Regions from separate parts of the Mus musculus genome. Here region 1 is linked to region 2. The links are chromatin contacts, called in public Hi-C maps. All regions are on one chromosome and are shown on one strand. The core of a region is the stretch at or near the end of the contact, and the rest is flanking DNA. Distances in the headings are between cores, read along the strand shown. Region 1 overlaps Bcl2 (B cell leukemia/lymphoma 2). Region 2 overlaps Bcl2 (B cell leukemia/lymphoma 2).

Region 1 (6,384 bases), core at 3,519-6,018, 130 kb before region 2:
TCATCACAACATGAGAATCTGTATGAAAGGGTCACAGTGTTAGGAAGTTGAGAACCACTGTCCTAAGACACCCGATTATTTAATAGGAATTGAATCAACCCTATTTAATTTTGGAAATATGTATCCTCTACTGCTTTCTATTGCAACATAAATAAATCACAAAAGTTAAAATGTGGCTTAATGATAGAATGTCTGCCTAACCTGTGATTGATTCAAGGCTAAATACACACACACACACACACACACACACACACGCACACGCACACGCACACGCGCACACGCACACACACACACTAATAGAATGCCTGATGTCCATATATGAGCTCAGGACCCTGTGGAGACTTATGAGGCAGGTGGTCTTGGCTCTAAAAGAACAGTACTAAAGGGCTAATTGGAGACGTCTATATTACTGCATGAAACAATTCTATAAACTACCACACACACACACACACACACACACACACACACACAGGCCTCAACAGAGAGACAGCAAAACCTGGTGACCAGCACAGATGGTGGCCTTGGTTGTCACTACCTAACCAGCAACTATGGTTTTTATTTGCATTTAAAAATGGGCTCCTCTCTAGGTAAATGGTATAAGCACGCGTTCATTAAATTAAAAAAGAATAGCATAGCTTTCATCTTTAGGTAGCACAGAAGTGCTAAAAGGGCCATGGACTCTACTCTTTCCCTTCAAGGAAGCATTTATGAGGTCATTGCGAGGCAGTAGTGTTTGCCCATTGGTGTGAGGCTCCATCCAGAATATGTCAAAAAATTCTTACTGTTGGTCTTGGTAGCTCATATCTGGAATTTCAGCACTCAAGACTAGGGCTGGAGGATTACTTGTAGTTCAAGGTCAGCCTGCACTGCTGGTATAAACCTTTAATCCTAGTATTTAAGAAAAGCGGGCACAGGCAGGTGTCTTTTGACATGAGGCCAGCCTGGTCTATATAGCATGTCCAGAGTCACATGGTAAACAACAACAAAGCAAAACAAATTGTGTGCCAGGCGCTGTTCTAGAAGACCAGAGCTGAAAATACAATGTTCAGTAGCCCTTTTTCCTTCAGCCCTCGCCTCCTACAGCATGGGGAGGTGAGCATTGTGCATAGGTAACTACCTGAATAGCAGGAAAGCCGCAGACTAAGGAAGGGTGTGTGCGGCTGGTGTGCGTGAGGCAAGGTGGGCTTGTGTGTTTTGGAGCATCACTGCAGTTCACACAGCAAAGGATAAAGGCCTTTGTTCATAAACCACCCCAAATTTAGTGTTCTACCCTTAAGTTTACCATCAGTTTCAGGTCAGTTACTATGCAGCAACATTAATTAAAGAGAACTACTATTTTTGGATTACGTGCTTGAAGCACCCCTCCACTTCTGGATCTCTTGTTGGTCTCACCCCCTTCTATTTATTGTAGCACTGGCTATTGGACTGGGCGTTAAGCATAAGGAAGGAAGGACACGAGCACTTATTGAACTCCCATAAGTGCCAGACCCTATGTTTAACCTTAGTAACCTCCTAAGAATGGAAAGCAGAATTAGAGATTCAGAAACCGCACGACCTCTCCACTGAGAGGCAAGACCAGCTCTTACATTCAGGCAACCCCACTGCTAACTAAAGTCCTATAGGACTTAAAGAAAAATGTAAGCGTTTAAACACAGATCCATTCAGAATGACAAATGGATACATGCGAGGTTCTTGTTTTTGTTTTTGTTTTGTTTTCTTTAAGAAGCCACTTAGTCATCTGCATTTCAGTAACAAGGAGATGAAATCTTTCCCACTTTATGGGGTCCAAACAGTCTTTCACAGAGCTGAGGGGAAAAAAAAAAATGAAGCTTTTAAAGGAGTCTTTTCTGTTTCTTTCTTCTCTGGCTCCAGCATCTGTGCAGCTTTTGGAAAAATAAGTGGTCACCGTTGTTTTGTTCAGGGCCAGACACCTGACTGCTGTGCTCTTCCAGGGGTCAGCATATTCAGAATAACACCCCCCCCCCCCCCACCGTGCTGTCCTCCATCCAGGCAGTGACTTCACCAGCAAATTGTAACCTGCCTAATGCCTTTAATAAAAAGGTGGGAAGGTCTGTGGCTTCAGGTCCTCTGTCCTCCTGACTCCCTGGCCGTTCTTTTTTTAGGCTAGACCTTTGTGTGTGTGTTTTTTTTCCAGCGTCCAGGGGGTGGAATGACATGTTGCTCACATTTACAAGGAGATGATGTATCTCCTTTAAAAGTTAGCTGTAAATTTTCTTCTACTCAGAAATAAACCTACCTCCGGCCAGATGAGGTTTCCATGCCTGCGTCCCAGAACTCGAGGGTGCTTCCATAGTAACTCTTGACTGGGATGCATGCAGTGCTGAATCACAGGGCTCAGGGAGCGCCAGGGTAGGCCGGGAAATGCTTTTCTTCAGTGAAATGTAGACACCAAACTCTGACTAGTGAGGACATTCTTCCTGCTTTCTTATGAAATGTTTCTGTTATGTTTTGTCTGAGACAAGGCCTCTGTATGTATCTCTGACCAGTGTGGAACTTGTCATGTAGACCAGGCTGACTCAAACTCAGAGATCTGCCTGCCTCTACCCACTATGTACTAGGATTAAAGGTGCAGACCACCACGCCTGGCCAAATGTCTCTTTTCTTCTCTTTCTCTCTTTTTAAATTGATAAATTTCTTCATTACTAAGCATAGATGAGTCGAAAATTTAAATAACTTCAAGTTCACATGCAGAATGTAAAACTCAAGAGTCAACAAAAAGAATCACATGTATTATTTTTTTAGTAAAGCATAGATAAATACAAAATTAAATGTTTTTTTCCAAGCCTAACTAATGTTAACACTTTTAAGAGCAGAATAGCATAGTATTTCTTAAGACGCCAAAAAAAAAAAAGGAAGAGAAATTGTTATTTAGGTCCAGGGAAAATAATAACCTTTCATTAGGCAAGACAGAGTTCAACATGAGGCTCCTCAAATGCCCAGCCTCTGTGGTGGTGACTGAACTAGCCAACTGTTTATTCTTGTTTTAATTTATAAGGAATAACCCAACAATGTAGTATTGAAAAGGCTGCTGTATTTTTTTTAAACCCTGACTATCCCAGTGTATTCCCACTCCCAGTGTCTCCCATCTTTTAGTAGAGTGTGTGTAACAAGTGCTGCTTTAAGGACAGGGGAGGACTTTGGCTTTGGTGTGAGAGGAAGAAAGTCCCACGCTTTGACCTCAGTTCTCTTGGGTTTCCTCCTGATGTACCCAAGAAACAGCAACCTTTTGTCACAGAACTGTAATCTGTGTGGAGGAAGCTTTCAGAACTACAGACACATTAATGTCTTCAGCAATCTCTGCTCAGTGGTGGCCGTTCCATACAACAGCAGCTGTGCAGGGTGAGCTTGCTAGCATTTACATCCAGAGCCACTGCGGACTCGGTCACCGTTCCCTAGCCAACTTGCAAAGAAACAGTGTGTGTATGTGTATTAGAATTTACCGAGTTTGCTAGGTTTTGTTGTTTTTGAGACAGGTTTCCACTCTGTGCCTTAGATGGCTCTAGACCTTACCTGTACTGTTCTGAGTACTGAAGAAGCAATACTTGAGGTTGTATAGACCCTCCTGTATTCACCTCTTTAGTACTGGGGTTAATGGCATGACTTACCATACCTAGCTAAAAGTCATATTTTATTATTTTTTGTGGTATTTGGTATTGAACCAGAGACTCCAAGTACACTAAGCACCCTAGTTTACTCTTCTATTGTGAAAAGACACCACAACCATAGCAACTTTTATAAAAGAAATAATTTATTTGGGTACTTGCTTACAGTTCTAGAAGGTTAAAATCATTATTATTATGGCAGGGAGTATAGCAACAGGCAGATAGGTATGATGCTGGAGCAGTAGCTGAGAGCTTGCATCCAAATGCACGGGCAGCAGGCCGAGAGAGACAGACAGAGAGACAGCAAGCAGAGACAGACAGACAGAGAGAGTGTGGCAGAGAGAGCCACTTGGCTTGGCTTAGGCTTTTGAGATCTCAAAGTCCACCAGTGACATATTTCCTCCAACAAGGTCACACCTCCTAATCCTTCTAATCTTTCTTAAACAGTTCTGCTCTCCAGTGGCTAACGAGCATATGGGAGGCCTTCTTATTCAAACCACCACGCTAAGTGCGCCCTCTGCCACTGAGCTCCATGTCATTTTAACAATGCTGTTTAATGCTGTACAGTTGCCATCATTTTCCATCACTAGGACTTGTGTGATCCCCAAAGAAAGTCTCCTCCCATCAAATAATAACTCTGATTTTTTTTTTCCTTTTCTGGGGAACAACCTCTGCTTTCTCTGCCTATAAACCTGGCTATTCCACACCTTTTCAAAGCAGAATAACAATTTAGCCAATTTGCATTCACAAGGCATTTTCTCACAAGAGTATTGATGTTTTTCCATCAGCCAATCATGACAGCAAATGCATTAAACCAAAACCAAGTTAAATGAGAGAGATCTACACATTATTAAAACAATTGTTTTAGAGTCTGATGGTATTTTTCTTGCTGTGTAGCCAACTCTCTAACAGAAACAACTAAACGGGGCAAGAGTGACTTTAATTGTCAGGTTCAGAGCTTAGCTCATTGTTCTTGACCCCACTGGTTCTGGGCTGATGGTGATGCTGAGTATCATGGCAGCAGAAGAGAAGAGAAAGAAGCTGTTCATCTCATGACAGGAAGCAGAACAGAAAGAGGAAGAAGCTACAGCAAGATATTCTTTCAAATCCTACCCTCAATGGCCTGCTCCCTTCAGCCATGCCTAGCCTCTCACTATTTCCCAACAGCCCATTCAGTGGGTGGCACCGTTGATGAGGTCGGAACCCTCACACTAAAACTGTCTGTGGAAATGCTAGAGCTAAGCTTTAAATAACTCCTCGGCACTTCTCAGGCCAAGCGAGTTGTCAATCAAAACTGATGTCACTCTGCTGTGAAGGGCAGCCTGGCAGCTGAAAAGGCTGATGATCTTCTGCAGCCCTGTGTATGGAGCAGACTCAGGACCCCAGAGGTCCTTCTCAACTCCTACCCAACTCAGCACAGCGCTCTCCAGACAAGGGAATTGCTCACAGCAACAGGTGGAAAATCCAGAAAAAGAGGGCAATGATTTGCAGAAACCCCTCCATTCTAAATGGTTAACATTTTTTGAAAGTTTAGGCTTCAGCCATCTGAAAAACCCACTTTGTGAGACAATTCATTTCAACTCACTGTGAAAGAGAAGGTGAGTGGGGTGCAGAGTTTAAGTCAGTGTTTGCTGACCTGCTTTGTGCTTTTTCTCTTCTCCTACCTTACTTTAGAGTGGAGAGTTAGGTGAGAACTCTCAAGTGGGCATACAGCAGTTTACAGGGGGAGTTTTGGCTTTACCATTGAATCTTTATCTCTTTCTGTGTATAAAGTCACTTATTTATAAGGGTCACTGGCATTCTGTGTCAGCTAGAGTGGCTCTGGGGAGGCTACTTCACATAGACTGACCCTTAACCACCATTTTGGACAGTAGGGTATGATAGCATCTGGCCTGGTTGGAGGCCTGACCTGTTGTGATAGAATTGCGGTTGGAGTCTGGACACACCACACCAGGCCAATGAGAGAGGTTTATTGTGAAGGAAGAGGGCAAACAGGGTGATGGAGATGAAGGGAGAAGAGAGAAAAGAGAGGGCAAAGTTCAAGAGGGTCTGCCTTTTATTTAGTCTGATTTAACCGCTTGCATGAGAGGTAAACCAGATGGATACTGGGAATGTATGGCAATTGCCATGGCAACAGATGCATGGGTCCCTGTCCCCTATGGGTGACATCACCGGAGGGAACCTGCAACCAAAAAAAAAAAAAAGCTGGTTCCTGATACCAACATTGCCTGTGATGGAGAAACAAAGAAGTAGATTACAGACCTGTGAGCTATCCTGAAAGGAAGTGCAGAGTGGCCATTGGGCCCAATGGTCTGGGGAGGTGACTAATGGCAGTGATTGCAGGGTGAAGCTGGGGTTGAACCTAACCAGCACCAGAGTAGCTTGTGTAGACACACTACTACTGTTGTTCCAGACTTGAGTTTCCAGAAAGCTGCTTCTCTCAAGGCCTTGGATGTGATGACTCGGGGCAAACGTGAGCAGCCGCAGGACGCTTGTTTAGGAAACCATCTATCTTGTGTAGACAGAGTATCTGAGATGACCTTAGCAGTAATAACAATGGTAATGATAACAACAGCACAGCCTTTCCCCTGGCACAAGAAACCAGTTTTGTAATGAAACTGGAATTTCCCTGGGGAATAGCCTTAGAGAGAACTGGGCGGGTAAGATAAAAATAACCAATATAAAATAGTGTCTGATTGTGTTCTGTTCTCTCTTCTACACTTGGCCTTGCGTGATTTACTTTGTTTAGCTGTCATGTTGA
Region 2 (6,036 bases), core at 3,150-5,649:
ATTTTCTTGCCTTCTGCTGCTCAGCCTGGAAACCTAACCCCAAATGGTACTTTAATTCCTCAGGGGAAAAATATTTGTCAAACCCACAATTAACTTAATTGTTTATTTGTGCGGAGGCTTTCTTGTTCAGTGCCAAGACATGAAGGAGGGTGGCTCCAGATTTGTGTTCATATTCTGGCTCTTACTCACTGCACGTCCGCTCAGCAGACACAAAATGGAGAAGGGAGGGCAGAAATGGAAGGCAGGTTCTGTCCACTGTAGGCTGCTTTTGGCGAGCATTTCTTCCTGGACCTGTGCTTGTCTGGGAGGTCAGACTCTGAGTGTTGAGTCCTTTTAGTAGTTATGGGATTCACTAGGCTGTAGCTTCTAGGCAGAACAGGCTATGGCTCTCAAACCTAGACGTGGGAAGAGATTCTTGGGTTTCTTTCGACACTCATGTTTTTGTCTGTGCGAACATCAACAGGATGTACATGTAGATGCCAGCTCGTGGAATTGTTGTAGTGCCCAAGCAAAGGTATAGATATATACCTTTAAAAGCATGTATATGTGTGTGTGCGTGTGTGTGTGTGTGTGTGTGTGTGTGTGTGTGTGTGTGTGTGTGTGTGTGATGTGCATGTACTTTAGATGCTGTTTCTTAGGAACTATCCTCCTTTTTAAAGGCAGGGTCTACCAGTTTCCTGAAGCTTACCAAATAGGCTAGATAGGCTGGCCAATTCATGCCTGGGATGGTCCCGTCTCTGACTCCCCAATGCTGGCATTACCAACTCTGGCATTATAAGCCTGTACCACCGTGCCCTAGCTTTTGAAAATATGAATTTTAAGGAGCAAACTCAGATCATCATGCTAAAATGGGGAGCATTTTACTAACTGAATCTTCCCCAGCCCTGGGGACATTTTTAGTTGCCATCCATAGACAAGAGTTTGTATTAGCATTTGAAGCCAAGAATACAGCTAAACATGCAGGAATGCCCAAGCCCTTCCTCTCCCCCATTGAAGAGCCTTTTGACTCAAACTATCACTGTTGCAAGTCCTAAGCCTAGCAGTATCACTGGGCTGATATACATACGAAAGGAAATTTGCAATTTTCCTTTGGGGCCTTCTGCAGACACTTGATGCTGCTTCTCTGAGGCTGGAGAAGCCTTGCTGTCAACTCTTGCTCTATTCACCTCTTTCTGGTGCCTTCTCAGCTTTGTTGGTGGAGCTTGCTTCTCAACAGACCTCGTGGGTATTAACTGAGTCCTTCAAGACTTGAGAAATGTCTTCAAACAATAAAGAGAAGAGTCCCAGTCCAGTCCAACCCTTGCTTTGATTGTCCCAGTTCTCAATGGCTGGACAATGAGCCTGAAATATGGAAGATATACCTCTGACCTGCCAAGAGAACAAGGCTGGGGATCCCAGAAGGGATAAGGAGTGACAAGCATTCTAGGATGACAGGGGATCAAGGTGACCCCAAGCTCAGGGCAAAAGCTATAATGGCTTGCAATTTCCATAGTGCTCAGCATCTGGCTAAATAGGGCATCTCTCTTCTAAGCCTCCAGCTCTCAGAATAGGTAGCTGAACTTCTTGGTCCCCTTGTTGCCATTGCCCATTATTGCTCTTTTCACTCCACACCAAAAGGGGGGAACAGAGAGCAGCAGGCTAGTCTCAAGCATACCAACCACCTTTTAGCCATTGCCTCCACTGACCCTAGCAGACTAACCCCAGATAACTTCCTTTCCTACCTAACTCACCATCACTCAGTGCACAGAATGCTTATGTGAAAATTTTTTTGACTCTTCGAGAGCCCTAATATGATGCACCTATCATATGGCTTCTCAACTTTGTGAGACACTGGCTGTCCCTGAAGCCAAAGTTATACTGTCTCCTAGTCTAGTACCTTTCTCTAAGTATTTAATTTACTGTTGTTTTTGATAGAGGAACCACAGTGCCTTTTGGCTCCTGTCTAGTCTGCAAACTCCCTTGACAATCTTACCCTGAGCCCGTATATCTTTGTACACTCTACAAAGTTATCCCTTTGTAGAGTATACTGAGGGTCAAAGATGTCTTGTGGATTGACCAAGGTAAATCTGTGCTATGGTGACTTTGGAACTCAGTTCACCCTCCCAGGCCTAAAGTCCCAGACAGTGTTGAGCCTCTTTTAAAATGTGTAACATATATATCTTCCTTGAGCACAACACATTTGTTATGGACCTGTTTGAGTAGTTTTAGTTTGTATTCTTTTTGCCATTGTGTAAACACACAGCTTTTCCAATGTACCCAGCACTGTTAGATCCCAGCAAAACAGACAGATGAAATGCAAATCCTTCCCTAGAACAGGATACAGGCAGGCAGTAATGCACATAACCCCTTAAAACAGAGTGGAGGCACAGTGAGTAAACATCACTACTCAGTTGATGGAGAGCAGGGACTTGAACCAGAAAGACGTCCTAGAGGAAGTAGCCTTTGAACTGAGTCCAGAGTGGGTACAAAGGGAAAGGCTGGCCTTCAGCTAAAGGTCATGGCTTCAGTAGATGCAGTCATAAGGAGTGTAAGGCACACATTGGGACTGCGTGTATGGAGTGTAAGGTACACAGTGGAACTGAGTGTAGTCACACTCCTGTAATCCCACACTGGGGAAGCTGAGACAGAAGGATTGCTACAGGTTGGAGGGCAGCCTTAACTTGGTGTAGTGAGGTAACACCTTCCTCAGGACTGGGAACAGGCTGGCCAGGTAATAATACTCCGTTATTTCTTCATTTGATTCCCTCCCCTTCGATAACTGTACCTTCAGCCAAGAATGCAAGAGGCAAGTATGCCCTAGGAACACCAAGTTCAGAATCAAGTCTGACTGGTTCTCACCTCATTCTCTCCATCTATCTCTTTCTTCTTCTCTCCCCCTCCCTTCTTCCCTCCTTCTCCCCCAGACCCAAATTTCTCCCAATGTGGAAAAGGAAGGTCACAGAGTCAAAGGCCAAGTAAAATAGTTTCTCAACTGAGAGGAAGCAAACAGGCCGTGGATATTTGTGCTCCATTTGGGCAAGTTGATGAAATAACCTTTCATTTTAGAATTTTCTAAAAACAGGAATGTTTTTATATTTTTGAGCACCTCAAATTGGGCAAACAAGGTGTTGCCAGGGGACAGCTCTACTAGGTGAGTGATGACCACATCAAAACCCTGGTTGGGCGAGGTGTACAGATTCTGTGCTCTAAACAGTCACACTGGTTTGGTGTCAAATGCAGATTCTAAGCATTCAAACCTTATTTTCTCTTAGATAAACAAACAAGTTGATATCTATTTATAGCTATTGGTGATGGGAAGGAGGTGGCATCATGTGCAAGCAATGCAAACTAATTGGAACATGAAGGTGAGGTTTGCAGGTTGGCCGCAAGCAGAGCCCGTTCTGATCACAGTCCTAGAGTCCCCTACCCAAACCCTTGCTTGAAGTTCTGAATTAGTAGTTTTCTGATTGTCATCCAGGCTGTTCTTCCAACTTCTATACATTTCATACACAAGTTAACACCCATATTGGCTGCTTCCTGTGAGAAGAAACCCTGCCTTGACATCAGCCAGTGAGTCCGTTTAGCCATACCCCCCTGAAAGCCTCCAGCTAACAGAAAGCCAGTGTGTAGTGGGCATTTGGTTACAACTTGCTTGTGTTTGAACATTTATATTTATAATAGTGCTAATCTCCAAGGGACTTAAATCACATTAAGAACTTTATCTGGGGCTGCCAAGGAAATTAGCAGGATCCACATGACTAGGATCTATGAGAAATTGGGGTTGGACTGACAGAAATGTAATAAGTACCAACTTTCATCTCAATTATCTTTTCCATGAGAATTTGTTTAATACCTAAATGTCAGGCTGGGCCACTAGCATCCCCTGTGCATACAAGTACCCCTGCCTCTGCACACAACTTCCCTGTGCACACAAGTACCCCTGCCTCTGCACACAACTTCCCTGTGGACACAAGTACCCCTGTCCCTGCACTTGTATGGCAGGATGTTCTTCCTTCCCCTGCCCTTCTGACCTCACACGCACTAGTCTATCACCAGACGGAGAATACTTGTGTTTCCCCTTATGTCCACCCCCGGGGATCGGTCTGTATAACACGCCCATTAGATGCTGCTGGCCTGAGCATTAGTCAGTGGAGACCAGATGGTGTGGGAAAGTGGAGGTGAGAGTAACTTAGGGCCACATATACCCCGTCAAGATGAGGATGGGAGTTTTGGGGGGAAATCTAGACAGTTTAATTTGACTAATCTGTGTGGCTAATTTATAGAAAATGCACAGGCATGGGGAAAAGCTGTCTTGGCAATGGAAGAGATGAAAGTGGCGGGGAGTGCCCCCGTGTCGCCCTGCAGAAGAGGAAACCAAGATGACTGAAGGAGTAATTTATGGAAACTGCGCAGAGACCTCAGTGTAGTCAGGATGAGCAGCAGCCTGTTTGCATACTCAGCGAACCCTGAGTGTTGTCAAACTGAGGACAGGAATTACCCAGGGCCTGCTGGGGAGCCCAGCCCAGCCCTCCCCTCCCCTCCCCAGCCTGGTAACTCTTCTAAAGCACTGCATTTCCAGTTGCATTCTTTCCGTCTTTTGTTTGTTTGCTTGCTTGCTTTTAATCACACTCACTCACTTGTGTGCACTGGGGTAGAGGTGTCGCTTACCTTGAATCCCAAGGATCAAACTCAGGTTACCAGATTTGACAACAAGCACACTTATCTCTTGAGTCACCTTGCTGACCCAGATTCAACTTTGTTTTGGAATTTTACTTAACCTATCTCTTCAGCCTCACACAGAGACAGTGGGTGAGTGAGGGTCCAGCAGCTCCCTAGAAGGCCGAACAGGAGTTTGGTTCCAGAATTCATGGCAGCCTTGGGAGAGGGGGCAAAGAGCAGGCAGGAAGGCATAGTAGTGATGTTTTGACAGGCAAGGGAGGATCCTAATTCCAGAAACGAGTATGGGAAGAAAGAAAAATGCTAAGAGGTAAAATGGCGAAGCAAGAGAAATAATAATAATAATAATAATAATAATAAAAGAGGTGAACATTGAAATAAAAGAGGAAAATGACCCCATTGCCCAGTGGGCAGAAAACTCAGTTTTCTTTCACTTTGTGCCTTACGGGGTGCGTAGCCTTTCTTTGAATTTTCTTCCTCGTTTAATTTTTCCCTTCACAAAAAGTGCAGGAAGACAAGAACACAGGACTTTGTGAGAGAAACTCTTGATGTAGGTCCTGTGCACAACTAAGAGCAGAGTTCGGATTTCCCCTTCTTTCCCTTTTAGGTTGCCCCAAGTAAACGGGCTGACTGTATCTGTGTACAGGAAATCTCTCTCCCTGAAACTGAAGTCCTGATGTCAAGGGGGCCCTTTGCACAGACAGCCATGCAAGCAGCCCTTGGGCTAGATTCCAAAGAGAAACTAGATAGAAAGCTGGAACTTGGAATTGCCAGTCCCATTCCCCTCCCACTTCACTGTTCACCCATGCCAGGTCAAGATCCTGTGATTTTTCATGCCTGAATGAAAAACTGGAGATCTCATCAAGAAAAGGCTTTTAAGAGAAGGCTGGGTTATTAATATGCTGTTGTTTAGATGCTCACTGTTAACATATAAATGATGCCAGCTCCTTTCCACATGGGTGGAGGTGGCAGATGACTGGATAATGGGCACAGGCAGAAACAAGAGTAAATTCTGCAATGTCATCCCACATTTAGGATATAAATGAGTTTTCTTTTTCTTGCAATTTAAACTTATCAAATAGACAGAGATGTTACAACTAAGCAGGTAACCTCTGTATTCAAGTTATTCACAATACTTTGGCTCCAAACAAGCCCATTTATCTAGATATTATATTGAGGGGGACCCTGTTATAGAATGACTTATGGGACACAGAGATTATGTCAAGACTATGAGTTCAGTTCTGGGTCTACTATTAGCATGTATCTTTGGGAAAGACATATTCTTGTTCATCTGTGAAAATAGGCAAAACCATAGTGGTAGCTTCCTACTGAATTGTTGGCTGTTACTCTGGCTTATAGATCTGACCATACTTTATCAAC

What was found. Hi-C and Micro-C count contacts between places; a contact is called where the count stands out from the background.
Region 1: a contact with region 2 is called in a Hi-C map of B cells, with 2.5 times the contacts expected there. The contact joins two enhancer-like sites. A contact is called at or near these places in 12 of 484 Hi-C or Micro-C datasets (B cells, CD4 T cells, CD8 T cells and 6 more) and 6 of 115 datasets of contacts at active chromatin or transcription factors (CD8 T cells, Th17 cells, acute myeloid leukemia and 3 more).

The regions. Positions count from the first base shown.
Region 1 is chr1:106,694,300-106,700,683 of GRCm38.p6, reverse strand. The region is part of intron 1 of Bcl2 (B cell leukemia/lymphoma 2); the gene reads left to right. Among named protein-coding and RNA genes, the nearest start is that of Bcl2, 17 kb to the left of the region's middle. Within about 2 kb of position 4,768, at least 47 of the 459 cell types and tissues checked have an H3K27ac peak or open chromatin away from gene starts, as enhancers often do. A contact at or near this core is called in B cells and regulatory T cells, where this site is marked.
Region 2 is chr1:106,559,599-106,565,634 of GRCm38.p6, reverse strand. The region is part of intron 1 of Bcl2 (B cell leukemia/lymphoma 2); the gene reads left to right. Among named protein-coding and RNA genes, the nearest start is that of Mir3473f, 16 kb to the right of the region's middle. Within about 2 kb of position 4,399, at least 23 of the 459 cell types and tissues checked have an H3K27ac peak or open chromatin away from gene starts, as enhancers often do. A contact at or near this core is called in B cells and regulatory T cells, where this site is marked.